Regions from separate parts of the Mus musculus genome. Here regions 1, 2 and 4 are each linked to region 3. The links are chromatin contacts, called in public HiChIP or PLAC-seq, Micro-C and promoter capture Hi-C maps. All regions are on one chromosome and are shown on one strand. The core of a region is the stretch at or near the end of the contact, and the rest is flanking DNA. Distances in the headings are between cores, read along the strand shown.

Region 1 (5,999 bases), core at 3,325-5,824, 470 kb before region 3:
ATCTTTAATCTCTTTGTTTCTTTCTCTGAGACAGGGTCTTATGTATTTTAGCTGGCCTCAACATGGTATGCCATGGAGGGTGGCCTTGAACTTCTGACCTTCCTATCTCCATCTCCTGAGTGCTGGGATAACAGGCATGTATCATTGTGATACAAGAATTTGAAACTAGGGTATTATGCATGCTGAATAAGCACCCAAACAACTAAGCCACAACACCAGCCTTTGTCTTTGTTGTTTGTTTGTTTGTTTGTTGTTGTTGTTGTTATTTTTTGTTTTTTTGTTTTGTTTTGTTTTGTTTTGTTTTTTCGAAACAGGGTTTCTCTGTATAGCCCTGGCTGTCCTGGAACCCACTTTATAGACCAGGCTGGCCTTGAACTCAGAAATCCGTCTGCCTCTGCCTCTCAAGTGCTGGGATTAAAGGCATATGTTACCACAGCCCGGCTTGTTGCTGTTGTTTTAATTTTATTTTGGGGGGGTTGTTTTTTCCTGTTTTGTTTTCAAGACAGGGTTTCTCTGTGTAGCTCTGAAGGTCTAGAACTCATTCTGTAGACCAGGCTGTCCTCGACCTTAGAGATCTGCCTGTCTCTGCCTCTGAAGTGTTGGGACAAAAGGCCACCACTGCTTTTGTTTTTGATTGTGCAGGGTCTTCCTATATGGCTGTCTAGAACTTGCTGTATAGCTGAGGTCACCCTCAGATTTAATCCTGCTTTTGCCTCTCAAGTGTTGGGATTACAGACAAGTGCTACCACAGCTGGTGTGTGCATGCCCTGCATCATGCGCTCATGAGGGTAGAAGTTGTTTTGGGAGTCTGTTCTCTGACTCCACACTGGGTTCTGGACTTTGAATTCAGATGTTGTGCGTGTATGGCTCATTGTACCAATTCAGCTTTGCTTTCTTACTCTAAAGCCTCACTCTGCAGCCCAGACTCCCGGGGCCTCACAGTGTATTTCAGGCAGATGGCAAACACATGACAACCCTCTTGCCTCAGCCTCCCACATGCTGGGAGGTTTGAGCCACTGTGCCTGGTTGTACACCTCTTATTGTTGATTGTGATGATGTTGTTAAAGCTCTGAAATGCTTTTTTTAAAAAATTTTAAAAATTTTTTCTTTTGTAGTGCTAGGGTTCAAACTCCAGATCTTGCAAATATAATCTACAGCTCTATTCTTGCAACATCTCTTAAAACAGAAAATTTTAAAAGAGCACTATAACTGAACATTCTCACTGCGGAAGAGACCTTGTATTGAAAGATGCAGATTTCTTTATTTTATTTTTTATTTCTATCTTTTGAGACAGGGTCTTTCTAGTCCTGGTTGTCCTAGAACTCACTATGTAGACCACATTGCAAGATTTCAAATGTAGAGATCTCCCAGTCTCTGCCTCCCAAGTGCACCTCCAAGCCTAGTCCTAGTTCATATTCTATGTATTAGAAAATGTCCTTGTCCCTAGGAAGTAAGCATTAAAGAAGTATTCAGTGTCAAAGAAGTACAATGCATCCAACTTACTCTTTACATTTATTTATTTGCATGTGTATGTGTATGCTTGTGTCTATGTGTGTGAATGTGTGTATGTGTGTGTGAATGTGTGCATATATGTGTGTGAATGTGTACATATGTTTGTGTGAATGTGTGCATATGTGTAAGTGTGTATGTGTGTGTATGTGTGTATGTGTGTATGTGTGTAAGTATAAGCCATATGCTTGCTGGTACCATCAAAGGCCAGAACAGGGTGTTGGATCCTTGGATCTTGAGTTACAGAGAGTTGTGAGCGTCCTGATATAGGTGCTGGGAATCAAACTCAGGTCCTCTGGCAGAGTCGTAAGAATTCTTTTTTGTTGGTTTGTTTGTTTGTTTGGGTCAGATATGCTGTTTAGCAGCTGTCATCTTTGCACTTGGAGGCAACCAGTTCAAAGTCAGCCTGGTCTATACAGGGTGAGACAGTCAATGATGGTGGCACATGCCTGTAATCCCAGCAGTCATGCTGTGGAGGCAGGATCAACAATAAAAGGCCATTTAGGCTACAGGAAACCTTATATAAAACAAAACAACAGAGACAAACACAAAGAATTTAAAGTTACTCCTCACAAGAAGCACAGCAGCCAGCGTGAAGGCAGTCATAATGACTAAATTTAGGTCAATTTAAGCACGAAAGAAACAATACTCAAACCCTACAATGAAATGGAAAAAAAAAAAGGCATGAGGGGCTAGAGAGATGGCTCAGTGGTTAAGAGCACTGGCAGTTTTTCCAGGTGTTGCAGGTTCAAGTCCCAGCACCCACATGGTAGCTCATAGCTATCTATAACTCCAGTTCCAAGGGATTTGATACCTACTTCTGGCCTCTACTGGAACCAAGGGAATGCATGTGATATACAGACATGCTTGCAGGCAAAACTTCCACACATATTATACACACACACACACACACACACACACACACACACACACATATATATATATATATATATGTTTTTTTGTTTTTGTTTTTTTGAGATCGGGTTTCTCTGTGTAGCCCTGGCTGTCCTGGAACTCTGAAATCTGCCTGTCTCTGCCTCCCAAGTACTGGGATTAAAGGCATGCACCACCACTGTCTGGCCACATATAAAATATTAAAAAAGAAAACCTAAAAAAAGAAAAAAGAAGGGCTGGTGAGATGGCTCAGCAGGTAAGAGCACCCGACTGCTCTTCCAAAGGTCCTTAGTTCAAATCCATGTCCCAGCAACCACATGGTGGCTCACAACCATCCGTAACAAGATCTGACTCCCTCTTCTGGTGTGTCTGAAGACAGCTGCAGTGTACTTACATATAATAAATAAATAAATCTAAAAAAAAAGAAAAAAAGAAGAAAACCCCAGAATTCACATTAATTTAATATATATGATTTTTTTTTAAAGAGAGATGTTTCTTTTTCTCTTTTTTATTTATTTTTTATTTTTTTTATTTTTTGGTTTTTGACACAGGGTTTCTCTGTGTAGCCCTGGCTGTCCTGGAACTCACTCTGTAGACCAGGCTGGCCTCAAACTCAGAAATCTGCCTGCCTCTGCCGCTGGAGTGCTGGGATTAAAGTCGTGGGCCACCACTGCCCAGAACCACTACCAAGAGATAGCACCACCCACAATGGGCTGAGCCCTCCCACATCAATCACTAATTAAGAAAAATGCCCCACAGCCAGATCTTGTGGAGTTATTTTCTCATTTGAGGTTTCCTTCTTTCCGATGACTCTAGCTTGTGTCAAGTTGACATAAAACTAGCCCGGACAACTGTCAAGGAAATAAATAAAAAAAACTCATTCATCAATTGGTGTTAAAACTGTTGCATAATAAATGTGGGAAGAAAAAAAAAAAAACATGGCATTGTAGTCTTAAAGAATTAGCCTATAGCTGACTAATTTACTACCCAAGGAAAGAGGGACCTTGATTATGGAGGATTCCGACTTTAACTTGAGCCTGACCATGGTCAAATTTCACATGCTCACTTTCAGAACAATCTGTATCTCTTGATGGCTGTCCATTTTTCTCACTGCACCTCTCTAAATGTTCTGCCAGAGGATTCTAACAGTGGGACAGTTGAAAGAAAACAGACTTGAGGGTTTGTGAGGTTTTGTTTTAAATGCTAGTGTGTAAAAAAGAAAGGAAGAAAACCAAAGGGGACCCGGGAAGGTGGGCAGCACAGTGAGGGTCTAAGGTTGCATAGAACACGCAAACTCTTCCCATTCTTTTCCCCATGTTTGTCAATACACACGTGTGACACAGATGCTGTATACCAGCTTCTCCAGTCAGATTTGGAGATTTTTACAACAATCCCAAGGACCATAGGCAAAGCATTCTCCTTGAAGTCATGGTGACAAGCTAAGAGAGGGCCTGAAGTCAACAAGATGGCTCAGCAAGTAAAAGTGCCACCAAGCCTGGTAACCTCAAATGAATCCCTCAGTCCCACAAGGTGGAAGGAGGGAACAGGCAAGTTCGCTGACAATGCACACAGGTACCATAGCATGCCTGTACCTGCTCTTCCACAGACACACAATAAAAAAAAAACACATAAAATATAACTTTATTATTATTGTTGTTGTTATTTTTTCAAGACAGGGTTTCTCTGGGTAGCCGTGGTTGTCCTGGAAGACTGTTGCTCTGTAGACCAGGCTGGTCTTGAACTCAGGGATCTGTTTTTGCCTCCAACATACTGGGATTAAAGGCTTGCATTACCACATCAGTCTCAATAAAATATTTTTCTAAAAGGTTGTCGCCATGTGACGATGATGATCACAGGAACACTTGAGAAGGGAGGCAGGATCAGTACTTAACGGAGTAGGTACAAAGGCTAACTCTGGTGTGCGCATACCCAGTACTTGGTGACAGACAGGTAGCTGTGGGCCCCAGGCTGGCCCCAGGCAGCATAGCTTTCTTGCAGGCAGCCCCCAGAGCTTGGAGGTTCCCAGGAACACGTGCCTCCGGATGAAGAAACAATGTCCCTGACAGAACTGTGCTCCTTCCAGGGAGGTGCCTTTGGTCCGCGCCGTCGGGACGCCATCAGGCTGCCTAATAGCAAAGCAGAGCCAGAGCGCCGGGGGCGGGCCCGGAAGCGAGTTGGCCCCGCCCCCGAGACCGCGTGGCTGTGCGTCCGGGCTGTTGCGGATAAAGTTGTTTGAGGCGAGCCGGCTGCGGTCACGTGAGCGGAAGATGGCGGCCCCGGCGGGCGGCGGGGGCTCCGCGGTGTCGGTGCTGGCCCCAAACGGGCGGCGCCACACGGTGAAGGTGACGCCGAGCACCGTGCTGCTGCAGGTGCGGCCGCCGGCCCGGGTGGGGAACGGGCGGATGGGTGGACCCGCGGGCCGCCCGGGGTCGCCGCATCAGGGCCCGCCCCTGCGGTTGCTCCTAGGGCGGTAGGGCGGGACCGGGTCCCGGTGGGCGGGGCCTGAGGCAGCCAATGAGCGCCTTTCGCGCGGCTGTCCGCCCCATCCTCTAGATCTGGGTCCCGGGGGCGGGGCGGGATACTTGGAGGCGCGTTTGCTGAGCACGGTGGGGTGGACCCCACTAACAGGGTCGAGCCTTGCGAGCCCCAGAATCTTCGGCGCTTGTCCGAATCCAGCCTTCTCGGTCACCGGGAAGAGTGGCGTTCCTTCCTGCTCAGCTCAGGGGCGTCCCTCCGGACCCTAGGGCCTGTGTTCCCGGAAGTGAATTTTGCTAAGTCACTCACGGCTTTTGATTGTTGCTGTTTGTGACCTCGTATGAATTACACCTGCTTATTAAACCTCTGTTGTTAGGTTACAAAGGCGTACACGATTCATATCTGTGGCAGGGCCATACAGAGTGACCTCCATTTGGAGCTGCGCTCATGTAGAGGAGGGTTCTGGTCATGCAGCAGTTGCACAAAGACTGCCGGGCCACAGAGTGGCCGTGGACACAAAGTTCAGTAAGGCAGATTATTATTTGTGGCTAGAGGCCTCGCAGAGCCTAGAACATGGGACCAGGGGTGGACAGGCTAGGCCATAGTTGGAGGATTAAGTCAATAATGGGTCCCCAGTAGGAGGGGAGAGAGTAGACAGGATTTGCATGTAGTTTGCTTGGAGCTGGTGAGTGAGATGTTTGGTGGGCTGGCCAGTGCGCCTACTATCAGTTGAGGTAGGTTTTACCGATCATTTGTCCCACAGGTACTAGAAGACACATGCCGGCGGCAAGACTTCAACCCCAGTGAATACGACCTGAAGTGAGTTTGCTTGGACTCAGCTGTGGGCTTCTCAGTCTACCTGGTCCTTTTCTCAACACATACTATCTCTGCCTTAGAAGCGCCCCCATAGGTACTTTAATACAACAGAAGTTTATCCTTGCCCAGTTCTGAAGGCAAAGTCCAAAGTGCCCAGAGTATGGTTGTGCCACCCCCCCCCCCCAACCGCCCCCAGATTCTCTGTGTAGCCCTGACTGTCCTGGACTTCACTTTGTAGACCAGGCTGGTCTCAAACTCACAGAGAGCCTTCTGCCTCTGCCTCCACAATGCTGGGATCAAAGACC
Region 2 (6,099 bases), core at 2,056-4,555, 290 kb after region 3:
GTATGGGCCTATGGGGGCCAATTGCATTCAAAACTTACACACATTGTAATGCTATATAGTGATAATTAATAGGTAGAAGTATTCTCTCTCTCTCTTTCTCTCTCTCTCTGAAAGGTGATTGTATTAGTAACTTTTCTGTTGGTGTGATAAAACATCTTGTCCAAGGCAATTTATAGAAAAAAAGACTTGATTTAGGCTTACAGTTAGAGAGTCAGGGTCCATATGGAAGGAACTACGTGGCAGCGGGTGACAGACTTGCTCCAGCTGGAAGTTGAGAGCTCACATGTCAAACTGTAAGCACAAGGCACAGAGAGTGAACCTGGAATGGCCTGTAGCTTTCCTACCTCAGAGCCCACCCCAGGACTTACTTCTTCCAGCAAGGCCATATCTCCTAAACCTACCCAAAAAGCACTACCAACCGGTGACCAAATATTCAAACATCTGAGCTAAGGGAAGCATTTTCATTCAAACCAGCGTGGGATCTCCTGTGGCCCTTGGATTCCTGGTCCTCCTCAGCCCTGTCTTTACCTCCTCTCCAGTTTGATTTCTGTTTTTGTTTACGATATTGTCATTCACAGCCATAAAATGGACCCCAATACTATTTTAAGAGAGTATCCCAACCATCTTGCCTCTGAATTGTCAATGCCTCTTTATAGCCCTCCCTATCCACTGGTGTCCTGTTCTCACAGGTTCTTTCTGTGAGCCTCTCTGTATTTGTAATCTGCCGTGGCCTGCGTGAAGGAAAGTCCAAGGGCAGGCTTTCCTTTTGAGATGACCCAGCAGTCTGTCCAGAAACGGGTGACACATTCCCCTGAAATACATCCCCGGGACTTTTTACACACCAGTTACACACAATAGGTAAGAACCCACCAGAGAGAAGGCAGAACCTACAAAGAACCCACATGCCTCAAACCTCCCAACACTTAAGTTGGCAAGCAATGGAGCCTTCTTAGTCTGAATGAGAATGGTCTGACCAACCTGAGATCCCATCCATAGTCAGTTTGCCAAGCACTTACAAAGAAGTTTCTGAATGGAGTGCTAATGCTTCGTGTTCAGGTGCAGTGGTAGGAAGGGCCCCAAATGGAGACACCAGTCACATTTCGTATAGATGGCTGTCCTGCCCGTTCTTTGCAGTGACATTTCCATGCTGTCAAGTCCATTTACTTAGCATGGCCTTGAAGAATCATAACCAGTAGTGAGGGGAGCAAAGAAGGCCAGAGTGTGTTTGTGTTTGACATAAGCCTGCGAGATCGACTCCAAATCCATGAGGACGCAGAGAGTTAACAAAGCTTTCCTCTGATCTGAGTGGGAAGTCAATGCTGCCTGCAGAAAATGGCCACTGTACTCCTTTCCTCACAGATATTACTGCCTGAAGACTGATCCCCGCAGGGACTGCTCCTACTGAGATCAGTTAAGCCCGCCCTCTTGATTTAGCTGCATACCACAACCCTGCCTACTCGTTCAGCTGTAAATAATAAACACACTGATGTTCTGGGATCTTGAAACTTCTCCATCAGACATCCTTCCCGGCTTTTCTGTGTGTTCATGTGTGTTTTTTCCTTCATTCCCTCACTACCCTAATTAGGTCAGTCCCTGGAGTTGTGTAAGACTCCGCACAGAGGGAAGACACGGACACTGCACTTGGCTTTAGAATCAGGTTAGAAAAGGTCGTTGGGGTAGAACCCTGGCTCTGCAGTCCGCCACTCTGGCTACCATGATTAGGAATGATCAAGCCACATTAGGAGGCCATATCAGTCAATGTTCCTTGCCTGAGTGTGTGCCCAGGTTCCAATCATCCCACATAGCTGCCAGATGCAGGAGTTATTCAAGAGCCTCTAGGGAACCCAGTCTCAGTCTGAGCCCATGACAGGTCACAAGGACCCTGGGGATGGCCAGCACTGACAGGCTTTGCCCCTCTGAGGTATGACAGAGCTCCTAAGATAGGCTCCTCAATGAGGGCTATGCCTACCGAAAACCCATGCAAATGTTATCTCTTCATGTGCTTTGGGCGTCATCTTAGTGTGAGGCTGGTCGATAAAGGAACAGCTGTAGAACTGTCAGCTGGCAGGCCATGAGAAAAACATTGAGCAGCACAGTGCAGCCAGGTCTTCTTGACACATGCTGGGAAGAGTCTTATCCCGCTAGGGCCTGAGACTAGAATTCATAGGATGGAGCCCAAAACCAGACTTGGTTTCATATGTTATGAGCTATGTCTCAGCACTGGGACCCAGGCAAGTTAACTCCTCTATACTTTAGTTTTGTCATAGAGAAGGCAGGAGCTAATTATAGCATCCTCTCAGGATATTTGTGAATGTAGCTGACATTCACTTGTGCCCTGGCACATACTCAAAGCTCAGCAATGGATCTATCCACCCACTAATCTTCCTAGTCCCTTTATAGTCAGCTGGGGACATTGCAGTACAAGAGAGGGACCAGCAGCTCATGGTGGGAGCTGCCATCTGAGGCAACCTCTCCTAAAACACTGAAGGGTTAGCACAGGCTGTCTCTTATATCAGTCTGTGGATGTGTTCTTATATGTATGTGTGTGTGTGCCCATGCATCCATGAGCATATATGTCTGCTGCTTTCCTATCATGGCTGTCTGAAATCCAGAGTTCCACCTACCCTGGGTGGAGTAGGCTGCTGCTATCACACCTCCCACAGTAGCCTCTATCACTCAGCCCTGTGGCATTAAGAGGTGCCACTAGGGCCTAGCCAGGGCACCCCCATGGCTAGGACTCCACCCTTATCTGGACAGTGAGATCTTCTCCATGGGATATCTAAGTCTCTAGGCTATGCCTTGTGTTGCAAGGATAAAGAAGCCCTGACCCAAATCTTTCTGCGCTCTTTCCTGATTCTCCCAGTTATGCAGAGAGCACGGTGCCCAGGGTAGACCCCAGGTGGGTGCAGATGTTCTGGGACTTCACGTGCATTCTGTGAGGACACTCCCTTTCTGTCTCGTGGCTTTACAGAACACCCGCCACCCGGTCTGGGTTCTGTTTCTATAGGGTGTGTTGTTGGAGGAGAAATTCTGAAATGAGCTTAGTAATGAGGGTATCGAGAGCTTTTGCATCCCTCCTTCTCCCACAGCAGCCCCGGGTGGAAATCGCCTTGGAGAGAGAAATTCCTCGCTCTCTTCCCCCTCCCACCCTAGCTCTGGTGCCCAAGAGCATGCAGGGATAGCATGCACCGGAGGTAGCTAGGAGCCAGCAAGCCTGTGTCAGACAATGTTGTGACAGCGCTACGCCCCGCCCCCTGATCCGCCCTCCGCGCGTGTTCCCTTCTGGTCCCCGACTCCCCCTCCTCTGCGTCACCTGACCGCATTCTGCACCTCAACTCTCCATGGAGCAGCTGCTGCGCGCCCAGCTTCACACCACAACACTGCGGGCCTTTGGGAGCTCCGGAGGGGGCTGCATCAGCGAGGGCTATGCCTACTACACTGACAGTGGCCCCGTGTTTGTCAAGGTCAATCGCAGGACACAGGTGCGCTGCCCGGTATACAAGGATAAAGTCTAGGAAGGGGAAAGAGGAATGCAGGATTCTGAGAAGTGGTGGAGGAACTAGACCTGGCGTACCCAACGCTCTGCTGAGGGGTCAACCAGCACTTGCATGCAGGCAGCTTCTTGGGACCAGAGGGTTTCTCTTTGCTGCATGATTATTTTCTTGCTTTTGCTCCCACACAGGGGCTTTAAATTTTCTGTAATCACTGACCATGGGGGAGGTGAGTCTTAGCGGTAAGCTGCTTCTGCCCATGTCTGGTCTCTGCTCTGACCTCAGCTCCTGCATTTTCCCAGCAGGTGAAGAGAGACAGGATTCCCAGGGCTAGGTTAGCACCATCGTTCTCAAAGGCTCTGTTGGTTTCTAGGACGTTTAAGATATCCCCGTTTAAGAATGTATGGAGCCAGGCATACATCTAAACCCTATCACTCTGGTACTTAGGAGGCTGAGACAGGAGGATGGTGAGTTCCATGTCAGCCTGGGCTACATGAGGAGAAGCTGGCTCAAAAACAAAAACAAACTAACAACAACAAAAGAATGCATGGAAAACTGTAAGACAACTGAGGACTGTTAGCTAGAGTCCCTGAGAGCAAGCTGTGCTGGCACAGCATGGTGCTCCCCTTCTGTGGGGGGAGGACTCCAGAGGTTCTGGACTCTGTGGGGAGTAGTTCTGGATAGTGGTTATAGTATCTAGGATGCTCCTGGTATCATTAGAGACGGTGAAGGTAGCACCTCCCTGCTTTCTGTGCAGCGTTGGCCTGGTTTGGAGGTTTACCCTGGAAGCATGGCTGAAGTTTGCAAATGCCCTTCCACAACAGGCTGCTCAGCACATGCCTCTTTGTCCCAAGTGCAGGTTGGCGATTTGAGTGTACCTGTCTGACTTTTCCCCTTGAAAGGGGATTAAGGGGGAAGAATGGTTTACATGTGTGATAATAAATGTTTTGGCTTCAAGTTTCACTTTTAATCAACGATATCCAATTTATTTTGTGTGTATGTATGTATGTGTGTGTGTGTGTGAAAGCTCTGGTTTGCATATTCATGACGTGCGTAGAAGTCAGTGGATAACTTTTGGGGAGTTGGTTCTGTCCTTCGGCCTTATTTTGTGGCAAGGTTTTTCTTGTTTCTGCTGCCACACGGCCTGTTCTAGGCTAGCTGGCCTGAAAGACTCCAGCTGACTGTTTGTCTCCCATCATGTGGTAGGAGGGCTGGGATTACAGATGCACACCACCACATCTGGAACACACTACCACATCTGGATTTTTGGAGATCAAAGCTGGGTGATCAGGCTTGAATGCTTTTACCCACAGTCATCTACTTTTTAATTTTTACAAATGTATGATTCTATATGTAGAAGTGTTCACAAACCCCATGAATAAATGCATGGGGGGGGGGGCTGAGGATGTCATTCATTGTAGAGCATTTGCCTAGTGTGGACAGTCTCCTGGGTTGAGCCTCCCAGCACCACAAATAAATAAGTAAATAAAATGCATGTTTTTAACCAAGGTATAGTGAACAATATGAAAGTTTGCTAAAAATAAGTGGGGGTATTTCTAAGTCACTTAGAAACAAGCCTCTGCATCCCAGAAAAGGCCTGTGGACAAGCTGGGTATACTAGCTTCTCTAGTCCTTGCTAGAATGGAGCCAGGCTCTTCTAACCTCACCACTCTGCCTTCTCTGACTCAAATGTGATCCCAGGTAATTTCTACCATGCCCAAGGCTGCCTGCCCCCACTTAGAGGCATGAAGGAAAACAATACCTTGGAGGACTCAGTCCCAGCCTCAGACTTTGTTGGTTCACACTTCACTTGTACCCATTCCTCTCACCCCACCCCCACCTTGCATCCCCTTGTGACCTGTGCATCTTCCACCGCAAGGCTTTGCTTGTGTGAGTCTCCCCTTAGACCCCTTGAATTCTGGCATCAGGCTTGTCCTTTCAGTTCCTTCTTACCTGAAGGGGTCTCTCTTGAACACTGGCCTCGAGAGATGGAGGTGATGCTGTTTTTCAGTAATTGAAGGCACTTGGTCTTCTGGCTTGTGCCAAGGGCCATGAGTACTTTGGTCTGGCTAGCAAGGTCCCTGTGAGGGTCCAGGATTGCAGAGCTGACAGAGCTCATGGCATTTGGATGCAGGCCCGGCAGATGTTTGAGGGAGAGATGGCGAGCCTGGAGGCCCTCCGCAACACTGGCTTGGTGCGGGTTCCTAAGCCCATGAAGGTGATTGACTTGCCAGGAGGTGGGGCTGTCTTTGTGATGGAGCACTTGAAGATGAAGAGCCTTAGCAGGTGAGTGCATTTGTGTGTATGGGGAGGGAGAGAGCCATGTGCATGTGCAAAGATAGGGAGAGGCTGACATACATATAGAGAGATATGCACAGAAAGAGAGAAAGGCGAGTTTGTACACAGAAAGAGGCAGGGACAGACATAGACACAAGACACAGAGAAACAGACACAGAAATAGAGAAGACAAACAGGTGGAGAGAGAGAGAGAAATGGAGAGAGAGGGAGAAGGGGAGAAATAGAGAGGGAGAGAGGAGAGAGAGTGAACACTAGGTAGCAAGGGAGAGAGAGAGAGAGAGAGAGAGACTGAACACTAGTGAGCATTCTC
Region 3 (6,017 bases), core at 676-3,175:
GCAAATGCTTTGCCGACTGAGCTCTCTCCCCAGCTTTTTCAAAGCCTCTTGAAAGTGATCCTTATTTTAAAATTCAACTTTCAGCAGTGTGGGCCAAGCTGGTAACAGAAAGAAGGCAGTGAAGAAGCTGTGGGAAGCCGGCAGTGGTAGATTAACTTATTGTTGCTGCTGTGAGAAAATATGACCAAAGTCACTTGCAGAAGAAAAATTCTCTTTTGGCTAATGGTTCCAGATGGATAGACCTTAATGGCAGAAGAGGCAACAGGGGGTCAGGACAGGAAGGTGAGAGATGACTTCTGTAACCACAAACATGGAGATGAGAGAAGATCGGAGGTAGGTGAGACTATGAACTCTCAAAAGCTAATCACAGGGGCACATCTGTCAGCCGACCCCACCTAAAGGTCCCCAAAGCAGCCCCACTGACAGAGAAGCAAGTGTTAAAATATCCAGTCCTATGGGGATGGGGGACACATCTCAACACCACGAATGTTGACAATTGGACACTAAGGTCAAAAGGCAAGAGTCAGGAGAGACATCTGGCTAGTTACAGCTGAGGAGGAGACAGCTGAGTAGGTCAAGAGCACACAGAAACAAGGCTGAAGGTGAGGGTGGAGGGTAATGTGGGATAAAGGATAGAAGACTACACAGGGCCAGTGAAGACTTCCGGGTAACTGCCAAGATCGCAACTCCACATAGCAGCTTTACTTATAAAAATCCCAGAGAGCAATGAGATACTCTTTATAAGGTGAGTGGTTAAAGGGATATATTCTTTTAATGGAGTATTACTGAACTCTGAAGTGAAACTTGCTTCCTGCTGTCCCAGAGCACCCAGGAAACCAAGCTTCATGATCCTAAGGAAGGAAACCATGGTAGTTTCTGGATGCTTGAGGCCAGACGTGACCTTCTGGACAGGGCAAAATGGTTGCAGAAGTCGAGTCCAGGGTCTGGGGAGAGCAGGGCCCTGAGGGCAGCCCCGAGGGCCTGTAGAAAGAGTGAAACTGGCCCTGTGATGACAGAGGAACGTTGCTACACCAGTATATCCAACCTGGTGGGATGTGCAGAGTGGACTGCGATGCTGCTCACTGATTTTAACAAATATATCTGTATGCTCCAAGGCTGAATTGGAGGGTGGAATACCTTCTATTTTCTGCTTGGTTTTTCTCTGAGTCCCAAACTCCTTTAAGGATAAACTCTTCAAAGAATTATTTTGGGTTTTGTTTTTTGTTGTTGTTTGTTTTTGTAAGATTTGCCTCTGCCTCCCAATTGCTGGGATTAAAGGCATGTGCCACTGCCTGGCTAAGATTTATTTATTTATTTTAAGAGTACTCTGTTGCTCTCTTCAGAGACACCAGAATAGGGCATCGGATCCCATTACAGATGGTTGTGAGCTATCAGGTGATTGCTGCGAATGAACTCGACCTTTGGAAGTGCAGTCAGTGCTCTTAACCCCTGAACCATCTCTCCAGCCCCTACAAAGAATTTCTTTAAAGAGTCTGTTTAAGAACAAAAAGACCCATAGACAGGCAACTGTGCTTAGGCTGCAGTTGAGAACTGAGCGAGCAGTTTCCCAAGTGTTAAAGAACTTTTTACTAAAGAGACAGGGAAGAAGGAATCGACTTTTCCAAACAAGATGTGCCGCGGGCCCAACTCTGAGCCCGGGCCTTCGAGTCCCTCGAAGGCACAGGGATGGGGACATCGGGCACCGCTAGAGCACACAGGAAGCACACAGGGCACTCAGGTGGCGCAAGGGAGCAGCGCATGCGCGCTGTAGGGGGCGCCAGGCCGCATGTGCGCCTTCAGAGCCAGAGTGACTCAGGGCCAGAGTGACTCAGCACCTTCGCTTCCTGCTGCTTTGGGACCTCATGGGAGATATGTAAATGAGCTGGAGCATCGCGGGACTTGGCCCTTTATAAGGCCGCGTTCGTCCTCCCTGGTGTTCAGTGCTTAGCGAGGAGAGCCTGGCTCTGGAGTCCATTAGCTGGCACCTGGGCGCTCAGTCAGGGAGGTAAGGATGGAAAGGGACTGGGCCGGGGGCTGAGCCGGGCTGGGTGCGGTGGGCCTGGGTCGGGTGGGAGCACGGTGGGCAGAGAGGAGATCCTCCTGGCGTAGGCTTCCCGGCCTCTTTGGTTGGTAGCCGGGCGCAAGTGTGAGGTCGGGGCCTTGAGCCCTGAGGACACCTCTGATGTCACCCCAGCCTGTCCAGAGTGAACAGGGAACCCCGGGGGCCAGAGCCCCAACACCCTCTCCTCAGGGGAGCCCTGCAGCGGGCCCAGCAGGGTGAGCCAAACCTCATTTTCTCTGTCTTTCTAGCTCCCCATATATTGGAGCAAGTGTGAAGCTGAAGAAGTTTCTGGAAGCTCAAGCCTGTCTACTTCTTCAGAGAGGTATTCATTGAATTCTCACCCAGTTCTGGTACCACTGCCCCGTGTCCTGGAGCCCCAAAGCCCCTAGACCTACTGTGCCCTGTTTTCTCCCGTTTCTCTCATTCTCGCCTTTCCCACTTATTTCTAGCCTCTGTGGTTCTGTTGACCTGACCTCCTCAGTCCATCGAGCAAGTCTGAATCTGTGTGTCCGCTTAGCTGCAGACAGACTTCTTGACCATGTGTCCCCCAGTCAGCGTTCGCCATGGGGCCAGGGGCATGTCCTGCCTCTATGAGGCATGGCTGTACCATCTTGTCCATGGGGAACAGACGAAGATCTGCTTTGCTTGCTTCAAGGCAGCTTTCCTATTGAATAAACTCTACCTGGAGATGGGAGACTGGCAAGAGGAGGAAGAGGAAGAGGAAGAGGAAGATGCTGATCTCCTGGAATACTTGTCAGAGTCAGAGTCAGAGTCTGAGCAGGAGCCAGGGCCTGAGCAGGATGCATGGCGGGGATTGGGGTCCCTTTATGTGCCACAGAGTGTCTCTGAAGGGTCTGGGGTCCTGCTGCCAACCCCTGTGTGGACACAGGGCATACTATTCTCCATTTTTGTGCCCACTGAGCTCTTTCCTCAGGAAGCTGTACCCCTGGATCTGGGTCCTGAGGATGCTGAGTGGACCCAGGCCCTTCCCTGGAGACTTGATGGGCTTTTTCCCTGCTCGCACCAGCTCATCCCTCCTCTGACTTGGTGGGATATTTTTGATGTGATGCCATCTCCTGGGCAACCTGTGTTGTTGGAGTTGAGATGCCACTGGCCCTTGGACCAGACAGTAGCACAATCCTGGTTGCAAGACCAGAAGTTTGTCCTCCTGTTGGATAGCGTCCAATCTAGGTGCCACCTGCTGTCAATGCGTGTCCGCTGGGTCGTAAGGACTCAGGTCCAGCACTGGCAGGTGTTGCTGGACCCTGGTGAGATGTGGGTGGCCCATTTTCGGAAAGAAGTTGGGCAGCACGGCCTGTACCATCAGAGCCTGAATCCCTGGAGGCTGAGCATCCTGACAGCTTCAGAATTAGGGATGGAGTTATTGCCTGCCACCTGCTACCTGTGGAATAAAGGCTTCTGGGTAGGTTCCTTCTTGCCCTGGCACATTAACATGCCAGAGACCTGGAGCTGGGAGCCAGGAGAGAGGCTGTTTATCACAGATGCTACTATTTGTGGTACTGACTACCACCTTGCTCAGTCTTTCCTTGATTCCCACCCCACCCCCCACCCCCTCCTGACCCTTACTCCCTGATGCACATTCCTGAGACACTAAAGCTCAGACATTCCCCAGGGCCCTGGGGACTGTGAAGAGCAAGAGGTTGCCTGTTCTGAGCAGCTCAGGGGAACAGTTGGTCCAGGACTTGAGGGGGCATCTTGAACATCCTGTGAGCTTATGAACCTCAGAGGGAAGTCTGGCATGTTCGTGTCAGTGTTCAGTGTTTGGTAGGTGAGGCCTAGCTGTATGTTTAGCTGTATGGAGTGTTGTGTGGTGGGTGTTATGGGGGCTCCGGTCACAGATCTACGTATGTATGGACTCTGAGGCACTAGTTGACCTTACTGTCATAGGGGTCATATGCTTACTGTCTTAGGGTCAAGATACCTGATTTTAGGGTTCACTGTTTTTGTTGTTTTACTTTGTTCGTTACTCGTGCTCCTTTTGAGGGCTTTTGTTGAATAAAGTTGGTGTTTTAAATTTTATTGTTTTATGTGTATGGTTTTGCCTCTACAGTACCGGCTTCACACCTGATACTTGCAGCAGCCAGTAGAGGGCATCAGACCTCCTGAAGCCAAAGTTACTGACAGTTTTGAACCACCATATGGGTGCTGGAAATTGAGTGTGGCTCCTCTAGGAGAGTAACCAGTGCTTTTAGCTGCAGAGCCATCTTTGTAGCCTCAGTTTTCAGTGTTTATTGGAGGCCTTGTGCAGTTTTCCTGAGTGGGTCTTGGTGGAGTAACCTCCCCAACTTCTGGGCTCGGGCTTGTGGGATGGTATCCCACAGAGCTGGGAACATGGTACAGTGGGTTTTGCCCTTTCCTGAGTCCTGTGGGGAGTTTGTAGTATGTCCTGTGACAGTCTACATAACCAGCAAGTGCTCAAGGGTTTAAAATGAGAAAGAGCCCTGTGTAGAAGTTGTATGTCGTCATCTAGTTGACGTAAGTATGTGCCCTAGAAGTTGGAAGGGATCTGTGGACCAATCCATGTGTCAGATCTACTACTATGAGCCAGAGTCACACCTCAGCACTTGCATAACCTGCACAGATGGTAGGAAACAAAGGCCCATGTGTCTCGTCAGTGGACACTGAGTGGCCCATCTAGAAATATCTCTGCCGTTCTGTGGGTGTCCCTGGCTGGGATCACCTTCCGGTGATTTAAGTTGTTCAGTTGATAAAGACCCACGGGTCCCAATCCTGGGGTCATCTTGCTGGTCAGTTAACCATATGATAGGATCTGATTATAGGTTTTTTTAGTTTTTTGTTTTGATACAAGATCTTACTATGTAATCCAGGCTAGCCTCCTGCATCACACTACTGAACACAGGGATTTCAGGTATTTGTCATACCCTCACCTCACTTACTTAACTTTGAGTGTCATTTTTTTTTCATATGTCTTCCAGAGGTGTCTTAGTCACTTAGGGTTCTGATGCTCATTCCTGGAGCGATGGCACCACAGTGCTGTTTAAAGAACACAGGAAAGAGGCAGCCTTGGTGGTGTGTCTCCTTCAGGGGCCTGGAGCCTGTGCTTCAATGGATAACCTAATCCTCCTAACAAAGTGGGCTTGTCCCTTCTGCCGTCCCTCCTTTCCCTCCTTCCTGGTTAAGCAGTCAATCCCAGCAAGCATTTTGATGTTGTTTTGTTTAATTATTTTTTAAAGATTTATTTATTTTTATGTATATGAGTACACTGTAGCTGTACAGATGGTTGTGAGCCTTCATGTGGTTGTTAGGAATTAAATTTTTAGGACCTTTGCTGGCTCTGGTTGGCCCCGCTCGCTCAGTCCCTGCTCGCTCTGGCCCAAAGATTTATTTATTATTATACATAAGTACACTATAGTTGTCTTCAGACGAAACAGAAGGGGGCGTCAGGTCTCATTACCGATGGTTGTGAGCTACCATGTGGTTGCTGGGAATTGAACTCCGGACCATCGGAAGAGCAGTCAGTGCTCTTACCTGCTGAGCCATCTAGCCAGCCCTTGTTTTATTATTTAACTTTACTTTTATTACTGTTTGTGTTTGAGAGTGTGGGTGGTGCACACATGCCATTGTGTACAGGTGGAGGTCAGAGGACAACTCTCTTCTGGGCACTCCAGTCATGAGCAAGGGACTTTATCTATCAAGACATCTCATTGGTTCTTAAACGATTTTTTTATACAGGCTTTTTTTTTTTTTTTTTTTTTTTTTTTGAGGGGAGGTTGAGACAAGGTTTCTCTGGTAACAGCCTTGGCTGTCCTGGAACTCACTCTGTAGACCACACTGGCCTCGAACTCACAGAAATCTGCCTGCCTCTGCCTCCCCAGTGCTGGGATTAAAGGTGTGAGACACCAGGGCCTGGCTTGCTTGTTTTCCTGATGGACTTGGCGTCTCCTCTGTCTATATGTGTGCACAAAGCCCAGAA
Region 4 (6,057 bases), core at 2,954-5,453, 350 kb before region 3:
TCTCTTCCCACCGAGGCTCCTGCCCTTCCTCACTGCCAAGCCACCAGCCCTTCAGCAGACTTGGTGGCCACGTTGTTTTGGGAAGACCACAGAACACTCCAGGCAGGATTCTGACATTGCCTAGAGAGACCCACTCTCAACCCCTGCCCAAAGAGCAACTCACGTGTGGTGCCACAGTTTGAAGAGATGGGCCCGGACATACGATAGTGGACAAGGGTGTTGCCGCACAATGTCCAGGTACTCCTCGGCCAGCTCCCACACAGCAGGACTCCGGCCCTCAAAGAGGGCAGGGTTGTGCAGGTTCCCCTCTGGGAAGAAGGCAAGGCAAAGCTTGGGACCCACTCCTGGCCACTCAGGTCACTGGCTAGCTATAGGGTCAGCAAGTCTGAAAAATGGTCTGAGAGCTTGGTTTGGGCTCCTTGGAAAGACATAACAGTGAACACCATCTTAAGCAGACCTACAGGGACAGACCAAGGCTGAGGCAAGGAACAAGGCTCACCTGCACTCATGACTCCCTGCACGCCGGTGTCCTGGATGCACCGCTCCACATCCTGCAGGCATTGGATGTTCCCATTGGCAAACACAGGGATTCCCACAGCCTTCCTGTGGGGGAAAGAGAAGCCTGACCCTAATCCATGCCAGGGCAGTGCTAAGCCAGGAGTGGCAGAAACCAGCCACCAAGTTCTATCTTGTTGAGACACCTCGGCTTCTATGGCATTATTGCCTTCCCTCCCAGATAGTTATAGGCATTGGGTAATGCTGAACAACCACCCCAAGGCGTGGAACTAGGCTTATGCCGCTTCCACAAAGTCACCCGACCCACAGTATCTGCTCACCGAACGGCCTTGATGTGTTCCCAGGAGGCTGTTCCTGCCATGGGCCCCTTCTGCTCCTTGGTGCGCCCATGCACAGTCAGCAGCTAGGACAGACCAACACTTGGTTCAACCCTGCTCTATGCAAAGGTCTCACACCAATTACAAGGGACCTGCTCAGGTTTCTCAGCTTTCCATGCTGGGAGGAACCAAGGCCATCTGGCATGGTTCTGTCCCTGGTCCCAGGGTCTTGAGAGCCCTGCCCCTTTGGAAGAGCCCCAGGCTGCAATCAGAAAACATAAGTCAAGAGGCAGAACCCTGAGTACAGGAAAAATCTGAAAACTCAGGATGCAGGGTGCTGAGTGAGGGTGGCTCCTGCTGTTTCCAGAAACCACATGTCTCAGAGTACATTTGGCCAGGCTCAACATGCATGGTGGAAGAGGACCAGGTCTGAGACCCCCATGGCTTATGCCCAGGCTTCCAGAGAGGCTGGATTCTGAGCTCACCTAAAGGCAGCCCTGGCTGATGTCTAGAGAGCCTGAGATGTGGTAGTGAACCCACTATTACTCTCCACACAGACAACACCCTGGAGCTGGAATGCAGTTTTAGAGGTCTGAGGCCAGGGTACCAGGTCTTAAAGAAGTGGGGCCAGGAGGAGCCTACTGCCTGCCCAAAGAAAATTTCTTGGCTGCAGCCCCCACTCAAGAGCTGCAGAAGCAAGAGCCACCTCCTGGTGTTGGAAGATCGTCATGGAGATCTAGACCATACTCAAACGTGAGGCCAGGCTGCCTGCTAGACCCCAACAACCACCCTGGGAGCCATGGCCTCACCTGACAGCCAGCCTTCTCCAGCATCTGGGCGTACCTCACTGTCTTGTCAATTTCTGGGAAGACACGAATTTTGCACGTGACAGGAACAGAGAGTCGCTCATGAGCCAACAGAACTGAGAAAAAAGACAGCCTCTGAGGGAACCAGTGTCACTCCAAGGTGGCAAAACCCCAATATGTCCCCATGGGGCACTGGGAGCTAACAGAACTAAGGACAGTGTCCTAGGACTTCATGTCTGATCCTAAGGGGATAGTTGGTATACACCAGGGGACTCTATAGTCACCTCCTTCCAGGAAGTAAAGTGCTATGGCCAAGAGCCCCCAGTGGGATCATCGGTGTCCTCTTGAGCCCCAGTCAAGTAGCTGTGCTTATGAGCCCTGTCAGACTGTCTCTGGGGCGACTCACTCACTGACACAGTGGTATATAGCCAACTCACTCATTCTTTGAAGAAGGTCCCACTCCTCCTGCAGAAAAGCACCATAGTGACCTGCAGAGGATGAGAGTGGCCCCCATTGCACCCACGCTGCTATCAACTCCCTACTAGGCCAGCTCCTCAGAACACAGTGGACTCCACAGCTACGCCATGTGTATGAGCACCAGCTTCTACATGGCCTCCCCAAGGTCAGCAGAGGCTCTGGGGAGAGCAGAGGGAAAGGGAAACCAACCAGCTTTCTTAGCCCTGACTTTGGAGCTCTGCCTGCTGTCAAAACTCCAAAGTGGGCCACACAGCCTAAGATCATAATGGGTGCTTGGGGGCCCAGTGAGCCTGAATTGTGGGATTAGAGCCAGGGACCCACACCAGCTGGTCACAGTTATCAGAAGGATACCTATGTGGCCAGCAGAGTCTGGTCCCCAGTCAAACACCTGAGGACTCTTCAGGATGTTAAGTTCAGAAAAAGGGCTGCTTGCTGGCTACAGGTGCCACCACAGTCAGAGGCAGGGATTAACTCTCCCCATGTGCACCAATACCCAGGCTCCACTGGAACAGGCCTGGACCCCTTATTTGGAGGCCTAGTGGGCCTAGTATTGGCCTGGACAGGTGTCAACACAGGACTGGAGCAATGACCTCACCTCTCTTGGCTATCATCTGTGGGCAGCCCAAGTTCAGGTCAATGGCATCACAGTAATCTTGTGCTAGGAGAGCCGCCTGGACAAACACCTCTGGGTCATTGGCACAGAACTGAAGAAGACACGAATGCCACCCTCGGTCAGCCCAGGCCTAGGACTCTCCCTGCCTAGGCCACCCAGCCCTGTGAGGAATCCCATGGTGACTCAGTGAGCTATGGTCTTTCCACCGACATTGACAATATGACAACCACTAGGAATATGAGCTATAATGACATGTAACAGAAGCCACTGGCACAGACTTGTAAAGAACTGTTGGTTCTCGACAGGAGGGTACTGAGACGGAGAAGGATCAAGGTGACACTGGTGCTACACTCCTCACGTCCTCCAAGCTGCCCCTTCACCGGGACTCTGGCTAGTTCCCAGTTCTGGGGATGCCCACTCAGCAGCATGTGTCATGCAGGACTTCAGGGACCCCGACCCTTCTCCTGGGTTATATGTATATGACAGGGACAGCTTGGGAATGCTGTCCTTATATACAGGGTCTGGAGCTTAGGTGCTACCCAGTCCCTCAGCTCACCTGCACAATGAGAGGCCTGTCCTCGGGGCACACATCACAATACAAGTTCTCTTTGCGGTAGTTAGCATCTCTAACGAAGACCTGGGCATGTAGCATAGGGGTGTAGCATAGCTGGGCTCCATGGCGGCGGCTCAGAAGTCTCCAAGCTAGCTCACTCTGGTCCACCATGGGTGCCACCACATGTCGGGCACCCCCCAAGGTGCGGCTCCAAAACTCAAAACCCTGCAGTTTGGGCATCCTCTCCACACTAAGGGCAGAAGAGGAACAAGCGCTCATTTCAGCCATGGTATACCATCATACCCCAGGAGGGTACGAAGTTCAACTCCAGGAGCTGACCGCTCTCGTCAGCTTTTGCTGTCGGCTCTCCCAAGAACACGGTGAAAACAAGAGAGGTATCCGTAGGCACAGGGTTGAGGTGCCCTCCCTCCACCTTTCTGGCAGTGACCCTGACATACCACTCACCCTCTCTGGACCTTCTCCCCTTAAACGCCAGCCTGGTGCAGCGGGTGTGGAGGATGAACAGGTCTGTGGGACCTGCACAGCTGAGACCACCCGGCTGCACGAGGCCTGACGCCGCCTCGGATCTTGGGTTGGGAGAGTAGCGAGCACGTCAGCCTCCACGGCTCCTTTCCTGGTCGGGCCCAGAGCCCCCTGAGCTGCCCCTACCTAACCCCTGGGCTGGCTGGGGCCCGAGACCGCCACCGGACGTCCACGGGGCTTGAACTAGGACTACTTCCCGCACCGTCGGAGTTGGCCAGGGCTCGATGAAGGTCTGTGACTGCGGGCACGCTCCAAAGAAAGGGGCACACAAGGCCCCGTAGCCTCTGCCTGACCCGCGGCGCCGCCAGCAGGACCCGCACGAAGGCGGCGGGAGCCGCCAAGCGCCGTGGCTCAGACTCAGCGCAACGCCGCCGGAAGTGCCGGAGCCGGAAGCGTACTGCCAGGCGCTCCGCACCGTCTGCGGTGCAGCAAAAAATAAAGTCCTCGGAAACTGCAGCTCAGCGCTGAAGGGACCGGCCTTGTGGAAACGAGAGAGTTGAGCAAGAACAGACTGCGCATGCCCGGGGTCACGCTGTCCCTTCCAGACAATTGGCACTCGGAGGCCTTTCCTCCCACCTCTATCCCCCAACCCACCTCCGCAATCCAGGAGCAGCCCTTGGTTCTGCAGACACAAGACGTAAATTTAGTACACCACCACAATAGGAAACGAGATAAAGAATTATTACTTCAGATCCTGGGTAGAAAAGGCTACAGCAGGCCAGGCCTTTGTCGAGTAATGAGTCGCTTGCTAGAGGGAAGGAACATGCATAAAGAGATATGGGGCCGGGCAGTGGTGGCTCATGCCTTTAATCCCAGCACTTAGGAGGCAGAGGCCTGGCAGATTTCTGAGTTCGAGGCCAGCCCGGTCTACAGAGTGAGTTCCAGGACAGCCAGGGCTATACAGAGAAACCCTCCCCAGCTCTCAAAAACAAAAATAAAAAAAGTTCTCTCCTAAGTTCTTTTTGTCAGGGTATTTTAAACAGGAAACCAAACTATGGCCGTAAACTGTTACTGTTTTAATAGTAGTGATGTATTTCACTGAGAGAGATCTACCAGACTCTGCCTCCCAACACAGAATTCAAGGCCTGAACCGCCATGTCTGAGTTGTTTGACCACTCTTTAATCCTTCTACACTGCTTCCATGCACCTCGAGTTTTCAGAATCCAGAGTTTGTATCGTGCAACTCACATGCTTCCAGCCTTTCCCTCTGTGGTCAGACTTCCAACTCCACAAACCATTGAGTCCTGCTCTCCAGCCTTGGAACAATTGCTGATACATACTTTATAATGATATATGTATGTATAATGATACATGTATAACGGTATAATGATATAATGTAATATATATGCATTACTCAAGCCATTTATGATACTTTAATTTTCTGCCTTGTAAGGAAATGACAGGAAGCTGGGTGGTGACACCACACCTTTGATCCCAGCACTCAGGAGGCAGAGGCAGGAGCAGCTCTGTGAGTTGGAGGCCAGCCTGATTTAGATCAGAGCTAATTCAGGATAGCCAGGGCTACACAAAGAAACCTTATCTCGAAAAATAAAATAAAAAATAAATAAAGTAAATAAGAGGGGCAGGAGAGATGGCTCTGAGGTTAAGAGTACTAGTTGCTCTTCCAGAGGTCCTGAGGTCAGTTCCCAACACCCACAAGGCAGCTTACAACTGTCTGTAACTATAGTCTTATGGTTTCCAATGCCCTCTTCTTTTTTTTGGGGGGGGGGGGTTTCGAGACAGGCTCCCAATGCCCTCTTGTGTGCAGACATACATACCGATAAAACACCATATACAAGCCGGGCATGGTGGTGCACGCCTTTAATCCCAGCACTAGGGAGGCAGAACTCTGAGTTCGAGGCCAGCCTAGTCTACAGAGTGAGCTCCAGGACAGCCAAGGCTATACAGAGAAACCCTGTCTCAAAAAACCAAAAACCAACCAACCAACCAAAAGACCCACCATATATATATATATGTATATATATATATTCATACATATATATATATATATATATATAAACTAATTAATTTTTTAAAAAAACAAAGAAAATGAAAGAAGAAACTGCACAGCCACAAGCGGACATGACCCACAGCCGGACATGACATGATGGTGCACACCTTGAATCCCTCCAGGTCCCTGGCAGGCGGATCTCTGAGTTCACGGACAGCCTGGTTTACAGAGTGAGTTCCAGGACAGTCTGGGGTACACAAAGAAACCCTGTCTCAAAAAAG

What was found. Promoter capture Hi-C pulls out the DNA fragments that hold promoters and counts their contacts. A called contact is a pair of places that touch in the nucleus more often than the background predicts. HiChIP or PLAC-seq counts read pairs in DNA pulled down with a chosen protein or histone mark.
Region 1: a contact with region 3 is called in a Micro-C map of embryonic stem cells, with 4 times the contacts expected there. The contact joins the promoter of Aspscr1 here to the promoter of Tex19.1 in region 3. A contact is called at or near these places in 1 of 39 promoter capture datasets (stem cell-derived epiblast-like cells), 1 of 484 Hi-C or Micro-C datasets (embryonic stem cells) and 1 of 115 datasets of contacts at active chromatin or transcription factors (embryonic stem cells).
Region 2: a contact with region 3 is called in a promoter capture Hi-C map of embryonic stem cells. The contact joins the promoter of Fn3k here to the promoter of Tex19.1 in region 3. A contact is called at or near these places in 5 of 39 promoter capture datasets (the HPC-7 cell line, cranial neural crest, embryonic stem cells and 2 more), 1 of 115 datasets of contacts at active chromatin or transcription factors (embryonic stem cells) and 2 of 9 other capture datasets (adipose tissue and macrophages).
Region 4: a contact with region 3 is called in an H3K4me3 HiChIP or PLAC-seq map of stem cell-derived neural progenitor cells, with 2.6 times the contacts expected there. The contact joins the promoter of Dus1l here to the promoter of Tex19.1 in region 3. A contact is called at or near these places in 1 of 39 promoter capture datasets (embryonic stem cells), 4 of 115 datasets of contacts at active chromatin or transcription factors (embryonic stem cells, pancreatic cancer cells and stem cell-derived neural progenitor cells) and 1 of 9 other capture datasets (embryonic stem cells).

Annotation. Positions count from the first base shown.
Region 1 is chr11:120,668,399-120,674,397 of GRCm38.p6, forward strand. It overlaps Aspscr1 (alveolar soft part sarcoma chromosome region, candidate 1 (human)), which reads left to right and starts at 4,575. Exons shown (of 16, transcript NM_026877.2): 1 at 4,575-4,772; 2 at 5,642-5,697. The coding sequence starts at 4,671.
Region 2 is chr11:121,431,648-121,437,746 of GRCm38.p6, forward strand. Fn3k (fructosamine 3 kinase) reads left to right here and starts at 3,306. Exons shown (of 6, transcript NM_022014.4): 1 at 3,306-3,482; 2 at 5,626-5,777. The coding sequence starts at 3,342.
Region 3 is chr11:121,144,218-121,150,234 of GRCm38.p6, forward strand. Tex19.1 (testis expressed gene 19.1) reads left to right here and starts at 1,926. Exons shown (of 3, transcript NM_028602.3): 1 at 1,926-2,005; 2 at 2,311-2,384; 3 at 2,512-4,097. The coding sequence starts at 2,601. The coding sequence ends at 3,656.
Region 4 is chr11:120,792,192-120,798,248 of GRCm38.p6, forward strand. Dus1l (dihydrouridine synthase 1-like (S. cerevisiae)) reads right to left here and starts at 4,204. Exons shown (of 14, transcript NM_026824.4): 1 at 3,952-4,204; 2 at 3,286-3,532; 3 at 2,712-2,820; 4 at 2,077-2,127; 5 at 1,643-1,755; 6 at 837-919; 7 at 500-603; 8 at 164-308. The coding sequence starts at 3,522.